Linked DNA regions of Mus musculus: all the other regions are linked to region 3. A link is a contact called in public HiChIP or PLAC-seq, capture Hi-C and promoter capture Hi-C data. All regions are on one chromosome and are shown on one strand. The core of a region is the stretch at or near the end of the contact, and the rest is flanking DNA. Distances in the headings are between cores, read along the strand shown.

Region 1 (4,748 bases), core at 2,102-4,601, 620 kb after region 3:
TGTCTTTGTTGAGCAAGCATGGCACACCTGAGTCCCTTAGTGTGTTTGTGGAGGTCAGAGCACAGAGGACAGCTATGGAAGCATCCCTCTCCATCATGTGGGTCTTGACAATTGAACTCAGATCATCAGGTGTGGTGGGAGGAGCCTCTTCACATAGAGCCATCTACAGAGATGCAGTCTACTTCTGTCCTCACAGATGGGCTTTCCCTCTGACTTAATAAACTCCTCAGCAGGAGTGGTGTGTAATCTTGTCAAGTGCTGCTTCACCTCTGCATTTACTGAGGTGACCAAATAACAAATACAAAATGTCTTCCTTTTTGCTTTTATTTATATTGTTAAATAATTGTGTCCGTTCATCATTTCCTGCCTCCCATTAGTGCTTTCTCTGGGGATCTGTTAGCTCACTGAGCATGTTTAGGACAATTTCTTTTTTTTAATTCTGTCAAGCAGCTCACACATCTGTGACATCTTAGTCTATGAAGCATCATTTCAATGGGGCCATCTTTCCCTGTTTCTTTGGATCTGTGTACAATATTTTCTCCATTTGTTATTTTGCTGGTTTATTTTTATGTTATAGTTATTGTTGTTTCTTAAGACAAGGTCCCTTTACATAGTCCTGGCTGCTCTGGAACTCACTCTGCAGACCAAGCTGCCCTGTAGATCCACCTGCCCGTGCCTCCCGAATGCTAGGATCAAAGGCTTACACCACTGTGCTCAGTTCTCACGGTGGCTTAAGCATTTGCCAACCAATTCAACTGGTCCAGGCTTTACAAATGCTCTTCACCCAAGCGAACTCTTCACCAATCATCCCAAATAAAGACACTCCTCTAATAATTCCCATGTCTCACTCTCCCTAGAACCTGCCTGGGAACTGCACTTGGAACACGCTGTTTCCTTTATGTTCTGTGGGCTCCAAAACTGTGATTTGGCAGGGCAGGGTCACTACTCTCTGTGTTCTTCTTTCTGTTGTTGCCACATTGAAGACGTAAGTTTCCCTTTTCTGATCCCCTGCCCCATACACACACTATTGGCTTCTCGAGGATGGGTGGCTGAAGCTGCCTTCTTGGGCTACAGACTGAAATGGAAGTGGTGACATTCCCTCCCATACACAATCCAAGTAAGATGGCTGGATGAGTTCCCTAAGTATGAACTCTCAGAGGGTTTTATGGGCTTTTCCCTGTGTAGTAGTTATGCAGGTATTCGGCCTGTGTAGTGGTTATGCAGGTATTCGGTGCTGTTCTCTAGATTCTGTGTCAAGCACAGTGACCTCAGCTGGCTGTGCCCACAGACACATGAGACTCTGGGCACTTCTGGTCACTTCACGCCTTAGCCAGTGCCTGTTAAAGAGAACATCACACCTCAGAACTGTGACTTTTCACAAGGCCACTGTGGATTCCTAGAAGCCATAGACACCTTCAGAACTCAGTAAAACCTCTATGTCCTCAAAGCACCATTTGAATCTTCTGCTAAGAGCATCAGCCTTCTCCTTCCTGACCTTTCTAACGCATCTCCACAGTTTTCATTGGTTTCCAGGTTATTAGGTGGTTATAAGCCACCTAAATATTTGCAGAGTTTATTCACACACTCCCCACCTAAGGCTCCTGTTATCTTGGCAAAGGAAAGGGATTATGGGCAGAAACAAGCATCACTAATAAGCATTTGGGTGTGTTCTTTATATACTAAGGCTTGAGGTTCTTATATATGCTGAAATCTTTTATGTACTAAAAGTTGAATCCATTTTCATGGATTCTCTATATTTGACTGTAAAATATCATGACTAAAGATGAAAAATATTGTGTGATTGCTAAAATCTTCGGTCTAGGCAAAGCATGAAGCGTCAGGAACATAGGCAATTGAGTGCTTGCCTCAAATTCACGAGGACTGAAAAAAAAATAGATGGAGCATGGTGCAGAACCCTATGCTCAGCCTTGTGTTGAGTAAAATGGCTGTCATCAGAGACAGCTGAGGAGGCCCCACTGAGTCTTAAGTGAGCTGTGAGGCCCTCATATATAATTCCCCCTGCTTCCTTCTTCAGTGATCTTGTGGCATATGCTATGAGTGTGCACCTTCTGTCTCCTGGAACTCTCAGCCAGCTGACACCTGCACTGTCATTTAGTGATGAGTGCCTGGTACAATTCCATTCTGACCACAGAAGGTGACTTTAAGGAAGTCCTTGCTTTTCTTTATCACTTATAATGTGTGAATGTGTGACTCGGCATTAGTAGTCCTTGCTCTAAGACTCTAGGCCTGGAAACCCTTGGAGGAGTTATCACATCCCATAGACCCAAGTCCTCCACTCCCTGAGCTCTGACAGATGAAGTCCTTTCACTCAGGTGAATGATGTTACACCCACCTGGACCTTCAGGACAGGGTAGAGCCAGAGCTGCAGGTGTCGCTCCGCCCTCAGTGTTTTTCCTGTTGTGTCAGTCATGAATTCTTCCCACAGTCATGACATGTCCACATCTCACAGCTTCCTTCACAGCATGGATGTTTCAGGAGGATCTTAGAGCTTCAGCTCATGTCACGTATAACTGTGGACTTGCACATATTACTATTTATTTTTACAATAATATATTGTATCTTGATTGCTGGTAAATTGGTAAAAATCAGTCACTTAAATTTGAATTGAGGAAGAATGTTGCATTTCACTGACCCTCGGCTGCATTCACCTTGAGAGAATAACTCAAAACAAATGGTTACCAGATTCAGAACAAAAGAAGACCACATGTTACACCTTCCTTTCTTAAGACAATAACATGTAATGGGAGCAGATGCAGAGACCCACAGCCAAACATTAGGCAGAGCACAGGAGCCCCATGAAAGTGGCAGAGGAAGGACTGTGGGAGCCAGAGGCATGGAGGACACCAGGACACCAGGAGAACATGGCCCACAGAATCATCTAAGCAGGGCTCATAGGGACTCACAGAGCCTGAAGCAGCAGTCATAAAGCCTGCATGGGTCTGCACTAGGCCCTCTGCATATATGTTATGGCTGTCAGCTTGGTATTCTTCTGGAATTCCTAACAGTTGGAGTTCGAGTGTCTCTGACTCTTTTCCCTGCTCATGGGAATCTTTTCCTCCTGCTGCACTGTCTTATCCAACCCTGGTAAGAGGATTTGTGCCCAGTCTTATTGCATCTTGTTATCCTGTATTCAGTTGATGTCACTGGGAGGCCTGTTCCTTTCTGAAGGGAGACAAAGGAGCAGTGGATCTGGGGGAGCGGAGAGGAAGGGGAAGTAGGAGGAAAGGAAGGAAGGAAAGCTGTGGTCATGGTGTTTTGTATGAGGGAAGAACACAGAAAAAAAAAAAAAAGACAGTAGTGTGTAAGCTGTGTGGGTGGGACAGACAGCAAGGTCAGTCAGTAACCATGGAGAAACCCTCAGAGACAGGAATCAGTGGGTGTGGGAACAGAGCAGAGCATTCACAGAGGACTTTCTTTTGCTTATTTCACCTCAAAGGCCTTGGAGTTTGTCCCTTCTCACCACCAGTTAAGTGTTGCATCTCCTGTGAAATGGACACAGCAAGTATCTACCTCGGTTTAAAGCCACCCAGGACACTGGGGGCTTGGCATGAGTCACCCCCATCTCTTCCCCCAGGTCAGTCACTTTATTTTTCCTTGTAACATTAGAATATCTTCCAGAGTTATGATTTTTCTTACAGTTTTAAGTTATTGCTATGAAAGTGAGCAACCATCTACCAGCGCTGAAGAGTGTAGATGGCTACAACTTTGGATTAATAAAAAGCTCACTGGTTCCATCTTTAATCAGTCAGTCAGTGTGAAACTTGAGCAGGTATTCTTTTGACTTTAGCCACAAGATCCTGAAGATATTTCATATCTACAAGGAAAGAGATTCTTCTGGCAGGCAGACTCACTATAAAGCGTCTTGCCTGGTCCAGACTTCTCTGCAGAACACAAACACCACGACTCCTCTCCATGCCATTCTAGCACTGAGCACTGGAGGAGTTGAGGGATGTGGCACCCTGTTTGCCAGAAATGTGGAAGACTGATAGGAGGCATTTATGAAGGGTACCATGACTTAGGGATGGATGAAAAGAGACAGACACAGAGGCCGAAAGTATGTCTACAGTGGTCATGGTATGGTATGGAGTTCAGTGACATAACTGAGTTTCCTTATCTAAAACTGCAGTGCTTAAAATCTAGCCTGTCTATACTGTGTCAAGAATGTAAACCCACAACTCTTTAAGGCTGTTTGTCAGAAACTATAAAAAAAAATAGTTAAAAAAAAAATCAGGAAGCCGGGCATGGTGGTGCATGCCTTTAATTCCAGCACTTGGGAGGCAGAGACAGGCAGATTTCTGAGTTCGAGGCCAACCTGGTCTACAAAGTGAGTTCCAGGACCTCCAAGACTATACAGAGAAACCCTGTCTCAAAAAACTGAAAAAAAAAGAAAAAAAAAAATCAGGAAAAAAGTACAGAGAAAAAAGTCACCAAAACTGCATTATAAACTTTACATAGGGTCTGGGAAAGTGGAGGGTTTTGTTGACCAGAGGGGGATTTGAGGGGCCAGTTATGTGTGGTAGGTGCAGGCAAGTGTTTGCTTTCCCTGTTTATGATTGCAAACATGGAAGACATGACTTGAGAAGCTGAAGGTTTGGGGTTTTGTTTTCCCACTGAGTCTAGACAGCACTGCCAGTGTGTGCATGGGCTTAAGGTCATGACCTGGAGCACAGGTGGCCTCATAGGGACTGTATCCTTGAACAAAACTGACTCTCCCACTCCTAGCAGCC
Region 2 (4,201 bases), core at 470-2,969, 650 kb after region 3:
TGAAGGGATGTAGCAAGTTTTCTGTACATGCAAGGGCATCACTCAGTCCAGTGGCTGTGTTCTCATTTTCATCGCAGTGGCTCTCTTGTGAACCTAGCGCACATTGAGAAGACTCAATGAAAAACCTTCCTTAGGAGAATGGAGCAAGTAGAAGATAGAATGTCAGGACGTGAAGGCACAGTAGAGCAGCTGGAACACTCAAACAAAGAAAGAAATAAAATGTATTTTTAAAAATTATTAGTATTATTAAACATTAAATGTTATTAAAGAAAATAATTATTACATATTAAATAATTTAAAATAAATATGTAAGAATTTGGGCACAAATTATGAATTGAAGGTACAGAGGAAAGAGAAGCATCTCATATTAAATACAATAAGTGGGATATACAGAGAAGGCCCCGGGGTGCAATGGTGCTCTTAGGATATGCTGTGTGTTAACTACTGACTCCACCAGGTCACAATCTCTTACCTGTGCTTTCAAAATGCCATCCTATGTTGAATCCGCCCAGGGATTTACCCATTCATTCCTTTAACCCCCTCAAAGTCTAATAATGTTCACCGGACACGTCCTCACAAACACTCACAGAGAAGTGTTTTACTAACATTTTAAGCATTTGAAGGCTTTTGGAGTTTTCCAGTTCATGCAACAAACACCAAAGTGAACCAACTGAAAAGCAGATGGCTCTTCCGGACTGTGGAAGAAAGATGAGGACAAATGGAAGGAAATGAATGAAAGAAACATCGGAGCACACAGGGTCACCAGCAGACACCCTGAGACCTTATCACACTCCCCTGCCCTCACCAGCACACTAGAGATCTAATTCTGCAGTCTCTTTACCTGGACCATTGTGTCTGCTTACCTAGAAAAAGCCCTGGGCACTGCAAGAGAGCGCAAGCCAAGGAGGAATACAGAGAATTCAGAGGAATGCACGCCTGAAGGTGCGGGAGTGTGTTTGCTGGGGTGACCGGCAGGGGGCGCGGGGCGAAAAGAGGCTTCGGGGCTCATGAGGTTGCGGTTCCCTAGAGTGAGGAGTGGCTGACGTTAGGCGGGAAGTGTGCGTGAGACTGGCGGAGAACCTCATGAGCCAGGTTGACGGTGCGGTTTGGGGCGAAGGCCTGCTGGGCGTTGTACCCTATAGTCTCCTCGTTGGAGAAAGCGGTGATGTCATAGAATACATAGCTAAGTAGAATCGGAGCAGCAGCAACGCTCGCCGGTTCTGGTGGCGCAGGCCGGTAGGATTTGCTGAAGGAGGCAGAGGCAGGAGGATCTGGAGTTCGAGGACAGCCTGGTCTACACATTTTTTTTCTTTAATTCCTAATTTTCTCCTGGAAAACATTCACCTTTTTTTTTTTTTTTTTTTCTAAGTTCAACACGAAGACAAATTCACGGCCACACGCCACCCCCAAACACATCTCTAGAACTGACACCATTCCGAGACCCAGTTTCCTCACAGACCCTCACGCCCACGCACCCAGATCGCATCCTTCGCGTCCTTCGGGCGCATAGGCACCAGTGCAGCTCACACGCTCTTGTCCACGCAGAGCTGCACACGCCCGACCCTCCTGTCTTCTCCCCACGCCACGCTTCCGTCCTGACACGACCCCCTTCTTCCAATCCATGTCCTCAGTTCTCCCGACCCTTCTGTTCCATTTTGCTAGTGTTACACGGGCGAAGCAGCGATCAGTAGTCGGCCGGCGAGAAATGGTCGCCGCCAAGAGTTCGGTTTTGTTTGTATTTGGTTTTGAGAGGAATTCGGGGAATGACGAAAGATCAATGGCAATGACGTACGGCCACGCCTTGTAGCTACATGAGCTCGAGAATGTGCCTCCTGGGCGGGCTGGAGAGATGGCTCAGCCGTTAAAGGCTAGGCTCACAACCAAAAATATAAGAGTTCGGTTCCCAGCACCCACGGCTGTCTCTCCAGCCACCTTTTTTGCCTTATATCACACACACACCGAGTGAGCATGCAAAATTAAAAAGTAATAGTTTTAAAAAAGGAAGAATAGAAAAACTAAATAAAACAAATAAATCCCGTCTCTCTTCCGTTGCCTTTAAGCAATGCAATCAATTTCAATTGATTTTTTTTTTTTAAATTTATTTACATTTCAAATGTTATCCCCTTACCTGGCTTCTTCCCCTTCTGGAAACCCCCTATTCCATCTCTCCTCCCCCTGTTTCTATGAGGGTATTCCTCCATCCACCCACCCACTCCTGCTTCCCTGCCCTCAATTCCCCTACATTGAGGCATCGATTGAACCTTCATAGGACCAAAGGCCTCTCCTCCCATTGATGCCTGATACATATGCAGCTGGAGCCATGTGGTGGTTTAGTCCCTGGGAGCTCTGGGGGTGGGAGGTGGGGGGGGTCTGGTTGGTTGATTTTATTGTTCTTCCTATGGGGTTGCAAACCCCTTCAGCTCCTTGAGTCCTTTCTCTAGCTCCTCCATTGGGAACCCTGAACTCAGTGCAACGGTTGGCTTCGAGCATCCACTTCTATATTTGTAAGGCTTTGGCAGGGCCTCTCAGGAGACAGCTATATCAAGCATCTCTTAGCATCCACAACAGTGTCAGTGTTTCGTGACAGTATCTGGGATGAATCCCCAGGTGGGACAGGCTCTGGATGGACTTTACTTCAGTTTCTGCTCTGCACTTTGTCTCCATATTTGCTCCTGTGAGCATTTTGTTCCCCTTCCAAGAAGGACCGAAGCACCCACACTTTGGTATTCCTTCTTCTTGAGCTTCATGTGGTCTGTGAATTGTATCTTGGGTATTCCAAGCTTTTGGGCTAATATCTACTTATCAGCGAGTGCATATCATGTGTGTTCTTTTGTGATTGGGTTACCTCAGTCAGGATGATATTTCTAGGTCCATCCATTTGCCTAAGAATTTCATGAATTTGTCATTTTTAATAGCTGAGTAGTACCATATTTTTTGTATCCATTCCTCTGTTGAGGGACATCTGGGTTCTTTCCAGCTTCTAGCTATTATACGTAAGGCTGCTATGAATATAGTGGAGCATGTGTCCTTATTCCATCTTGGAGCATCTTCTGGGTATATGACCAGGAGTGGTATAGCTGGGTTCTCAGGTAATACTGTGTCTAATTTTCTGAGGAACTGCCATACTGATTTCCAGAGTGGTTGTACCACCTTGCAATCCCACAAGCAATGGAGGAGTGTTCCACTTTTTTTTTTATTAGGTATTTTCCTCATTTACATTTCCAATGCTATCCCAAAAGTCCCCCATATCCCCCCCACCACCACTCCCCTACCCACCCACTCCCACTTTTTGGCCCTGGTGTTCCCCTGTACTGGGGCATATAAAGTTTGCAAGTCCAATGGGCCTCTCTTTCCAGTGATGGCTGACTAGGCCATCTTTTGATACATATGCAGCTAGAGTCAAGACCTCTGGGGTACTGGTTAGTTCATAATGTTGAAGGGTGCTCCTCTTTCTCCACATCCTTGCCAGCATCTACTGTCACCTGTGTTTCTGATTTTAACCATTCTGACTGATGTGAGGTGGAATCTCAGGGTTGTTTTGATTTGCATTTCCATGATGACGAAGGATGTTGAACATTTCCTTAGGTCCTTCCTTTGTTCGTGTGCACCCAAGTCCAGGAGAGCTGGAAGCCTCAGCTTAAAGTAAGGAAGAGCTGAGACAGGTCTGGATGCTTAAGCTGCCTAGGACAGGAGAAACAACCGGATCAAGCCGATTTAGAAGCAGAGGCTCCAAAGGTGGACAGTTCCTGTTTTCCTTGAAATAGGAAATGTCTTTGGATCTGTAATGGCCAGAGTTCAGAGACACCAGCAGGAGCTCTGGTTTCTCCTAAGTGAGCTCCCTGCCTGCATGCAGTGCACAGGGTGTGACAGACACTAAGGGGGCTGCTGAACAGCTTTAACACTGGATCCCTAGAGTTTCTTTTCTCTTTTCCTTTTTACCCCCTGTTACTGAAAATCGATTCTTTGATCAGACAATAAATCCTCTTCCCTCTGCTCCTCTCCATTTCCCCATTCCTCCTCTCCCATCCAGATCCACTCCCTCTCTGTCTCTCATTAGAAAAGAACTGTCTTCTTGTACAAGATAACAACAAAACACAACAAAAACAAAATAAAATAAATATATTAGGACAAAACAAAAGCCATCACATCAGATTTGCACAAGGAAACCAACAGAAGGAATAGAGCCCCAAAGCAGGCATAA
Region 3 (4,852 bases), core at 1,260-3,759:
TTAATAACCTGGTAGAGATAGCAATTGAAATGTAATAATCTTTTTAGAAACCTGAGACATCCTTTTCATATTTTGATGAACTTTACTGGATGAGCTCTATTTTAAGTCGTATCTGCTTTGCTATTATACTCTGGATGGCATGGGGTGCATCAGATGGTAATGGACAGAGAACATGGCATTAAGTGCATCATATGGTAATAGACATGAGAATGGAAGACTTGTGCTTGGAGTTTTACTCTAGATAAGAAGCAAACATTTTACCTTTATTGGTGTTTGAATTGTAATTAATTTTCAACAAGTTAGGAATAATGACTGAAAAATGTTGTCTCCTTGGAAACTGGAACCAAATACTTCTAAATCTCCCAAACAAAATTACTGGGTATATTATGCTACACACTGTAGCTAAAGGATGAGTTGGAAAAATGAAAATATATGGAAAGGGCACAAAGAAAACTGATCTCTTTGGAAATATGTTTATACTATAATGTTTTCAAATTAATACTTAATTGGCATATGGTGTTAAAGAAAACCCAGAAACACAAGAGGATGAGGGAAAGAGACAAGTCTGCACACACTTTGGAAATGGCTACTCAAGCTTTGCTGGCTAACATCTAGCTTGTACTTGTTAAAATCCTGTGTCCACATGTGCAGTGTGCCTGTACATATATGAATATAATTTGTAGATTATCTTTCAAAAACTATAAATAGTTTACAATCTATAAATAGATTGTTAACCTTCTGCTTTCATGGGAAACACCACATAAATACATCACTCTACAGTGATACAGTGGTTCTAGAAAAATTAATTGCATTCTTTTTACCAGACTCTTTTATCTCGCCATGTGAACTCCTTCTTAATATAAGTCTAACTGACTGTATACCATTTACGTGTGCTTACATAGATCTTAATTTATTTATTCATACATTTATACATGTGAACTTTTAAAATAATAATACAACAATTCATAACCCGTGTTGTTAACAGGTAACACTGAAGATATGCTTTTGTACTTACACTTGATGCCCAAGAAAATGGACGTTGCTAACAAGCCCATACAGACCACACAGGAAATCATCGTCACAACACACCATGCTCCTGAATGTGAAATCAGGCAATGACATGAGTTAGAGAAAGTATTTTCAAGGTGTAATAATGTCAGGATAAGTGGAAGGATTGGGCCTTCCTACTGGAGAAATGCAAAGATTTGAAACTCTAAGAAAATCTTTGCTTAAATTCTCTCAGATGAACCTTATAGCATGGGCTATATCTGACTTGGAAAATACCAAATACAATAGACTTAATAACACCTCTCTTCAATCCTAATGTACACTATTGTGATTTTAAAAATTAATTCCATCTGTCTATCTGTCTGTCTACCTATCTAGTATTTTTCAATAATCTCATTCATACCAACCAGAAAACCTTCTATTCTTAACATGAAGACTCTCTTACCTGTTTTCAGCATCTCTTGAACATGATTCATTGAAGTATTTTTAATTTTAATGAGTAATTTAGAAAAATGAACAAACATTTCCGGCTAATTATACAATTCGTCCAGGAAGAAAAGTGAGTTATTTGGCTTATTACATTATTCATACTAATAAAAAATTGTCCTTACATATTTTAATAGGCCTGATAATGTCTTGCCTGAGATGACTCTGGGTCATCCCTGAAACCTTGAAATGGTGTTTTATGTGACAAAAGATATTCTGAAGCTAATACTATATTAGAGATCTGATTTAGGAAAGTTAGCTTCACTTAGTTAATTTGTAACAAGTCGATACTAAAGACTAATTAATGAAACTACTTGGGAAAATATAATAAAATGCTTTTTAAGCCCACCTAATTATTTGTTGTATGAGGTTATGTATGACACCTAGTTGATGAATTAAAGAAGTGACAATAAAAATACACAAAAACATATATTTGCAAATCTTTTTGCACTGTAGAGTTGTAAAAATAAAAGGTAGCATAAGATGTAGAAACAATTATCAAATACTAAAAACATAACTGCATCAGCTGAAGACATTTTTTCCTAGTTTTTCAACATTTCTTACTATTTTTCAGATAATTTGCTGCCTGTTTTAAGTAAAAGCTAAAATAATTTAAGTGGTATGATTTCTTTTACTTTTTGCAAATTGAGAGAATATATCTCATTTCCTGATCTGAGTGCCCTTCACTTACTCCTCCATGCTGACGAATGTGTCAGGCACACTAGAATATGCTAAAGAGGTTATCTCAGATTAGGAGAAACACTTGGTTTTATCACAGTATACAAACAGAAAAAAATTATAGTTTTCAACTAAGCATTCTAAATTTATTACCTGAACATTTGCTAGGGGATTGGCACTTCTGAGAGGCCTCTGAGGTAGGAATGTCCCACTGAAGAGAGGTATATATTTCTTCCGCATGCATGCTGAAGGTGCTTGGAGTGGTGAAGCAGTCTACATAGGAGCCTGGCACAAAGAACTTCGGTTGTAGTTAGGAGTAGGTTGGTACAAGAAATGGAACTGGCTACTTTTTCACAGTGGTAAAATGCAACAGGGATTAAAGGATGTTCATCATCCAGAAAGTGGAACTTTTGAAGCTTATACTGAAACATAACTCAATAATGAAGAAATGAGAATTATTGAGCTCAAAATAGCTACTACCAAATTAAACTGTTGCTCTGCTTTCCACATAGTATCAGATGCTGGAGGTAAGCTGCACAGTATGGACTTCTATTTGCTATAAACTATGAAGCAAAAAGATGATGCAGCGAATAAAGATAAAGGCCATTAAATCTAGACAAATCAACTTGTACATAGCTTTTGGATTTCCAAACAAGAAAGCTTAGGAGAGATTTCATCCCTAAATTTATTTCCAATCAGTCTGCTGATTAGGGTAATACTGACTGTTATTATAAGTAAACTTCAAAATACCAGTCAACACTGGCAACATTTAGATCTCCCTCATAGTTTGTACCCAGAGATACTAGTTCTCCCAAAAGGGGCCTGGGTTTCTTTCATCTTCTGGAATATTGGAGCCATGATGGGAAAGGGAAAGAGAAGGTGAAGAACCCACACTTGCTTCTTGAAAGCCATAATCTGGGAGTGTTGGGAATCACAGCCATCTCTATCCATTGCATTTCCATATTGGACATGAAGGTTGGGTTTTCCTGGCAGCATTGTCCAGAGGTAACTTTGCTCTTGCAGGAGGAATCAATTATTTAATGGATGGATGACCAGTTTCAGCACATCCTGTGACTACAGCATTTGTACTGAGAACTCTGATCTCTTAGACACCATTTATTTCTAGGCTACTTGTCCTTATGTCCAAAGGTCATTTCTCAATTGTGTTCTTTTATTTATTTATTTATTTATTTTTAGAGTCTCACTGGATCAATCGTTCTTCATCACAAATGGCACATTCAGGAGGTGATATAAGGGAACTTACTAATAGGACTACAGTTTTGGAAAAGGTTAATAGGAAAGAAAGAAGGGGATCAATGTTGACATATGTACTACAGGGCTGCTGTCACCCTATGGCCTAAAACAGTAAGGAGAATGTTCACTGGGACTTCGTGGTCTGCCTCACTACAGCGAAGGGCTGGTATACAGATCATCAAGTTTTATCAATCTAAGACACATAAGGGATCTGAATTATACTTCTGACCATAACCCATGTGTCTCAGAGGCTCAGTTTGCCCGGAAAATGTATTCATTTGTGTTTAGCTTCCTGAGACATAAGGAGTAGCTGGTGGGGTCATTAGGGACAAATGGAAACGGACTAGCACATTCTGCCAACATTTCCTGTGGTGTTCCTGGCCTGAAAACAGAGTAACTGAACTCCAGATAACCCTCTGCATATTCTAAGCTCTACCAGATGGAGAAAAGAGGAAGAAACCACACCAACAAATAATATTGTAACTAACCTCAGGAGCCAGACTTCATGAGCTACTACTCATTTTCCAGTTTCTCTTCTCATTTTAGCAGCACTGAAACCAAAGCTTGAATAGTGTTTTCCCAGGACAATCCACTCTCAGGGAAATGTCTGCAAGGGAGCCATTGGTTTCTCCCAACAAAAAAACCCATGTGCTACATGTAGTGTTCTGCTCTTGTTTGTTTTAAATATTTACTGTTTATTATTCAATGTGTTCTTAAAAACTATTTTAAAGCCAGATCACAGTATTGCTTCCTTACTACAGTTCTGTGAAGCAGAAGGGTAAGTTGGCTCTAAGTCAGGCACAGAGAAGTCCGTTTAGCTGGTTTCATGCTGAGTGTTTGAAATGAAGTGCTCTGATCATAGAATCTGGGTTGTTTTTGTTTCACTATATGCTTCAGGCACGAGTATAAGGGAAAAGAGAGACTTTGTAGGTACAGTTTGATTTTTGTAGGTACAGGCTGGTCTCACCTTCTGTATATGTTTAGCTGGGCATTAAATATGTTTCCTCTAAGGCTGTGTGTTGTAGTAATATATAAATATGCTGAAGAGAGGAAAAACACTAACATTCAGACATAGGGTTGATGTTTGGATAGGTTCTGAATAATTAGCCCCCAGTTGTTTTGTGCAAATGGACAGTTTCATACCAGAAGTTCAGCCTTGAATCCCCATCTCCAAAGGGGGTGGGGGAGCCAAGACTTCTCATCTCACAAGGCCAATATCTTGTTTTTTAAAATAAAAATGCCAAATAAATTTTGTTGTTTTCCTGTAACCCAGAAATCTATTCCCTTAAGAAGAGTCCAAAATAAACTAAAGAGCAGATTTGTCATGCACAGAGCTGTAAAACTAACATTTTTTAGTATCATGCGGTTGATGTTCTCACCAATATTTTATATTATTACATCAGAGATCATCACAATTCTCGTCTGG
Region 4 (4,664 bases), core at 1,166-3,665, 580 kb after region 3:
ACTCCGTATCACGGTTTGGAAAGATATCTCAGCAGATAAGAATGATGTAACACGCCAGATGTGGTCTCAGGAACACCTATAACCCCAGCATCCAGAGGGAAAGAGAAAGAAGGACCGCTAGAGGCTGTTGGTTTTCAGACTAGCTGCAAACACAAAGTCATTACAAGCTCCAAATGAAACCATGCATCAAAGGAACAAGAAAGAAAGAGTATCCAAAATTCTTCTCTGGCCTCTGGGCATGCACATAGGTGTGTACATTCCCAAACACATGCACATACACCACACAGACATACACCGTGTTCACACCCAGGCATAAACACATACACGGACATGGACAAATAAAAATAAATAAAACCCAGGATCACATACAATCGTTCACGCCTTAAGCCCTTTAGATTTCATAACACGTTGTATATGCATAATATCACATTGTATTCTTCTGCACACAACTACACACACCTGCCCACACTCCTTATATTTTATAGCAACAAGATCATTATAGTCCTGACATCTGACATATTTTGCGGTGGAACTATCATTTGGGCAATTAGGTGATCGGATGACTTTGGTCAGTCAGATTCTCCTGACATGTATTCTCAGGAGGGTTTTATTTTTATCTGTTCAATGATGGCCACATAACAAAACTTCTGTTGTAAAAAAAACTACTTTCAGTACTTGGTATTGCCCCTGCCACTCTGTCACAGGAAAAGTGGTCTATCAGCTGCATGGGCAATAACAATCGTCACTGGTTGTTATTTTTAGTTTCTTTACGATTTGTGGCTTAGAGGCTTTTGGAAGCACTTGCTGATGAAAGTATCTCCCCTCACATCTCTTGATTTTAGTAAGGCCACTGTAGATCCATCATGGTCAGGCTTCAGAACATGCAACATTTCAATGTTGGGCTTGCAGAGATGGCTCAGTAGTCAAGAGCACCAGCTGTCCTTCCAGAGGGACAATTCCCACCTTACATGGCAACATGGCAGCTCACACCCACAGAACACCAATACACATACAATAATAAAGTAAACCTAAAAACCACCTTAAACGTCAATCCTCAAAGATTTATTTTTCATCTAATCTCAGCTTCAGACTTCTCTGTACTCTATTGATCTTTCTAATCTATCCTCTTATTCACTGACCCGAAGGCTGTTTGCTTAAGCATAATCCATGAGCCACCTCAAATATTTGGAATGTTATTCACACATTTCCCACTGAAGATACTCGTGATATCTAGGGAAGAGAGGAGGGTTAAGTATAGGAAGTGAATTATTAACAAACTTTCAGGTGATTCTTATATATACTAAAGCCTGAGGTCCTGATGTATTTGAAATTTATATATACACTAACATTTCAGCACTGGTTGAAATTAGTACTGTTGCCTGCTAGGTTTAGTAATCTGAGCAAAATAAATACATAGGATCTCTCAGGATGGACAAGTCTGGAGAATCCCATACACTTGTTGAAGTCTTAGGTTTCAATAGCATGAGTATTGAGTGAGGGGACTGTCATCAGTGACAGCTGAGGACATTTCACAGTGTCTTAAGTGATCTGTGAGATACTAACACAGGCTTACCCATACTTCATAGTCATTATGGTCATGGAAAAATGAGTGTGAGCCCCAAGTTGTCTGTACACATCCCCTGTCTCCTAGAACTCACAGCCAGCAGACTGCTGCCAGTACCCGATACTTGTTCAACTCCACTCTGACCACAGAAAGTGGCTTTAAGGAAATCCTTGATTTTCTTCTTCTTTTTCACTTGTGATATGACAATACCCGACATGGGGGCATTTGTGGTCCTTGCTCTAAGGCTCTAGGCCTACAAATCCTTCGATGAGTTAGCACATCCCATAGACCCAAGTCCTCCACTCCCTGAGCTCTGAATGATGGAGCCCTTAGCTCAGAACAGCACTGAGTGGGACCTGCTGCTTTTCCTGTTGTGTTGCCATGGGTTCTCACCACAGCAGCATCTCCACAATCCACAGCTCCCTTCACAGTATGCAAATTTCAGGAGGATGTTAGAGCTTCAACTCACGTCAGATAGTACCGTGGACATTTGTGTCCTAATCCACATTTTCATAACATAGAATAAAATGTCACACATCTTAATCCCTGGGGGCTGAGGGAAAGGTAAATTTGAACTCAGGATAAATATTTCACTCATTGGAGATCTGAGAGGATAACTCATAACGGATGGTTAGAGGAATAAGAACATAAGAAAGACCTTTCCAGAAATTTGTTAGAAACCAAACCGTACGTTCTGTATGTGGCACATTCTTGTCTAAAGAAAAAAAGAAAAGGAAGCCTGAGAGTAGGACAGACACCAGGTCAATAGCTATGGAGAAACCCTCAGCCACCAGTGTGGGCGGGTGTGGACACACACAGCACAGCATACCCAGCGGACTTCCTTTTTGGCTCATTTCACCTCACAGGACTCAAAGTTTGTCCCTGTTCACGAGGCCGGTGTCAAGTCCCTCCATCTACAATGGATTCAACAACACTGGTCTATGCAGATTTAAACCTAGCCAGGATCCAAGAACCTAAGCATGATTCACCTCCATCTCTTTCCCCAGGTAAGCAGCTTGCTTCTGGCATTTGAATTATCTTCCAGAGTTAAGATTATCCTCCAAAACTTATGGGTGTAAGTCATTGATTTAAAGGTGACAAGCAGGTATATGTTAGAGTTAAATAGTATAGCTATCCTGCCTGCAGAAAACCACAGTTCTACAAATGCCATAGAGTCCATTTTTACTCGTGTAGTCAGAAGGAAATCCGAACATTACTTCTCCTATTCTGCCTTTGCTAAGAATTCTAAGAAAGAATATTTTACTCCCATGAGCCAAGGGGTGGTTTAAGAGATACTTGCTGCATTCCATTGCTAATTCCAAATTCGTCTACAGAACATGGACACTACGATCCCGTTCTACCTTGGTGGCAACCCCAGCTCTCCCTTCACAGTGAAGTGTGTAGACGTCATTGTTAATGTCTTTGTCGCCTGAAAAGGAAGACATTCGTTGTGGGGAAAGTCATAGTAAAAATGAAAGGTCTGAATTAAATTAAAAGCCAGTAATTTTTATATATTAAAATTTATTCAATTTGTTAAAAAGCTGGTTCTTTCTCTCTTGCAAAGTATAACAGCTATAAGTGGAGGAACCACAAGTTACCTGAGCCAGTTGGGAATTAATCTTTCAATGCTGGCCAAAAGTAGCACTCTTGTCCACCAGAGGATTTAATGATTCTAGCAAAAGAAATGTGGAAGTCTACCAAGAGGTGAAGTATGTGACATAAGGATGGCTGAGATGTAAGAGAACAGAAACTCAGGTAGAGAGTGTATAAAATAATCATGAAAACAAAATTCTAGTCTGCTGTCTAACTGAACACAGGGCAGTTGTTTTCCAATATGATGTTCTCTATGTGTTGTAACATGTGGACTTCCAACTTTAGTGGTTCTTGTTAGAAACTATTAAATTGTCAAAGGTTTGAGTCAAGGAGAAAGTCTCAGAGTCACCAAATAAATTTCATTATAATGTTTACGTAAGGGTCAGTGGAGAGTGGAAGAGGGCCTGGTAGATAACTCCACGGGGAGTGATGGTGTCAGCTATTTTGTGTTGGGAAAAAGCAAGTCTTTGTTTTCCCATCATGCCTAACAAAAGTGGAGAAAAGACCTTGTTGAAAATGGTATAAGAAAACCAGCAAGATTCTGCTGAAAAGACCCTGATATAGCTGTCTCTTAGGAGGCTATGCTGGTGCCTGGCAAACACAGAAGTGGATGCTCACAGTCAGCTATTGCATGGAACACAGGGCCCCCAATGTAGGAGCTAGAGAAAGTACCCAAGGAGCTAAAGGGGTCTGCAATCCTATAGGTGGAACAACAATATGAACTAACCAGTCCCCCCAGAGCTCATGTCTCTAGCTGCATATGTATCAGAAGATGGCCTAGTCGGCCATCACTAGAAAGAGAGGCCCATTGGTCATGTAAACTTTATATGCCCCAGTACAGGGGAACACCAGGGCCAAGAAGTGGGAGTGGGTGGGTAGGGAAGTGGGGGTGGGTGGGTATGGGGGACTTTTGGGATAGCATTTGAAATGTAAAATAAGAAAATACCTAATAAAAAAAGAAGACTAATATAGAGAAAAATAATAATGCTTTCCTCAAATCCTACTGTCTATGATCCCAAATCAAGAAAACTAGAGGGCTGTCGAGATGTTTCAGCGGTAAAGGCTAGGCTCACAACCAAATTCATAAAAAGTGTCTAGGAAGTCTTTAAAACAGATAAAAAGAAGTAATCATTATCCTAAAGGTTACTAATCTGGAAATAAACCTGAAGAAAAGAAACAAATAACTAGAATAAAAATAATGTTTGAGCATAATATTTGAAGAGAAAATGCTGACGCACTGGCATAGTAACTGTGAAACCGCCAAGACCTGTTAGCTAAAGGACTCAAACTGTGGTAAGCTCGAAGCACCACGATTAGATCTGCCAGCAAAAAGGACCGGAAAGGGGGACGGGGGCAGTGACCTAGTTTCTTTGTGGTTAAATGACCAAAGGTCTGTTTTGATAGTACAATGGGTAAAATAGGTACGAACGCCCCTGGAGTTTGTTCATTCATTCAGAGATAACTAATTACTATAAGATAAATAATGCTCTGGACATTGGGGAAATAG

The links. Promoter capture Hi-C pulls out the DNA fragments that hold promoters and counts their contacts. HiChIP or PLAC-seq counts read pairs in DNA pulled down with a chosen protein or histone mark. Capture Hi-C pulls out chosen DNA fragments and counts their contacts.
Region 1: a capture Hi-C map of macrophages shows a contact between it and region 3, with 5 times the contacts expected there. The contact joins the promoter of Klrb1c here to the promoter of Clec9a in region 3. A contact is called at or near these places in 4 of 39 promoter capture datasets (the C10 cell line, cranial neural crest, hippocampal neurons and 1 more), 2 of 115 datasets of contacts at active chromatin or transcription factors (bone marrow-derived macrophages and pancreatic cancer cells) and 1 of 9 other capture datasets (macrophages).
Region 2: an H3K27ac HiChIP or PLAC-seq map of microglia shows a contact between it and region 3, with 8 times the contacts expected there. The contact joins the enhancer-like site here to the promoter of Clec9a in region 3. A contact is called at or near these places in 3 of 39 promoter capture datasets (the 3T3-L1 cell line, cranial neural crest and neutrophils) and 3 of 115 datasets of contacts at active chromatin or transcription factors (large pre-B cells, microglia and pro-B cells).
Region 4: a contact with region 3 is called in a promoter capture Hi-C map of pre-B cells, with 3 times the contacts expected there. The contact joins the promoter of Klrb1b here to the promoter of Clec9a in region 3. A contact is called at or near these places in 10 of 39 promoter capture datasets (the 3T3-L1 cell line, the HPC-7 cell line, cranial neural crest and 5 more), 2 of 115 datasets of contacts at active chromatin or transcription factors (astrocytes and bone marrow-derived macrophages) and 1 of 9 other capture datasets (adipose tissue).

What each region holds. Positions count from the first base shown.
Region 1 is chr6:128,787,244-128,791,991 of GRCm38.p6, reverse strand. It overlaps Klrb1c (killer cell lectin-like receptor subfamily B member 1C), which reads left to right and starts at 3,351. Exons shown (of 6, transcript NM_001159904.1): 1 at 3,351-3,595. The coding sequence starts at 3,367.
Region 2 is chr6:128,757,814-128,762,014 of GRCm38.p6, reverse strand. No RefSeq gene overlaps it. Among named protein-coding and RNA genes, the nearest start is that of Klrb1c, 29 kb to the left of the region's middle. Within about 2 kb of position 1,719, at least 357 of the 459 cell types and tissues checked have an H3K27ac peak or open chromatin away from gene starts, as enhancers often do. A contact at or near this core is called in microglia, neutrophils and pro-B cells, where this site is marked.
Region 3 is chr6:129,406,519-129,411,370 of GRCm38.p6, reverse strand. It overlaps Clec9a (C-type lectin domain family 9, member a), which reads right to left and starts at 2,509. Exons shown (of 7, transcript NM_001205363.1): 1 at 2,326-2,509; 2 at 1,016-1,096. The coding sequence starts at 2,416. It also overlaps a transcript of Clec12b not described here.
Region 4 is chr6:128,824,066-128,828,729 of GRCm38.p6, reverse strand. Klrb1b (killer cell lectin-like receptor subfamily B member 1B) reads left to right here and starts at 2,415. Exons shown (of 6, transcript NM_030599.4): 1 at 2,415-2,571. The coding sequence starts at 2,484.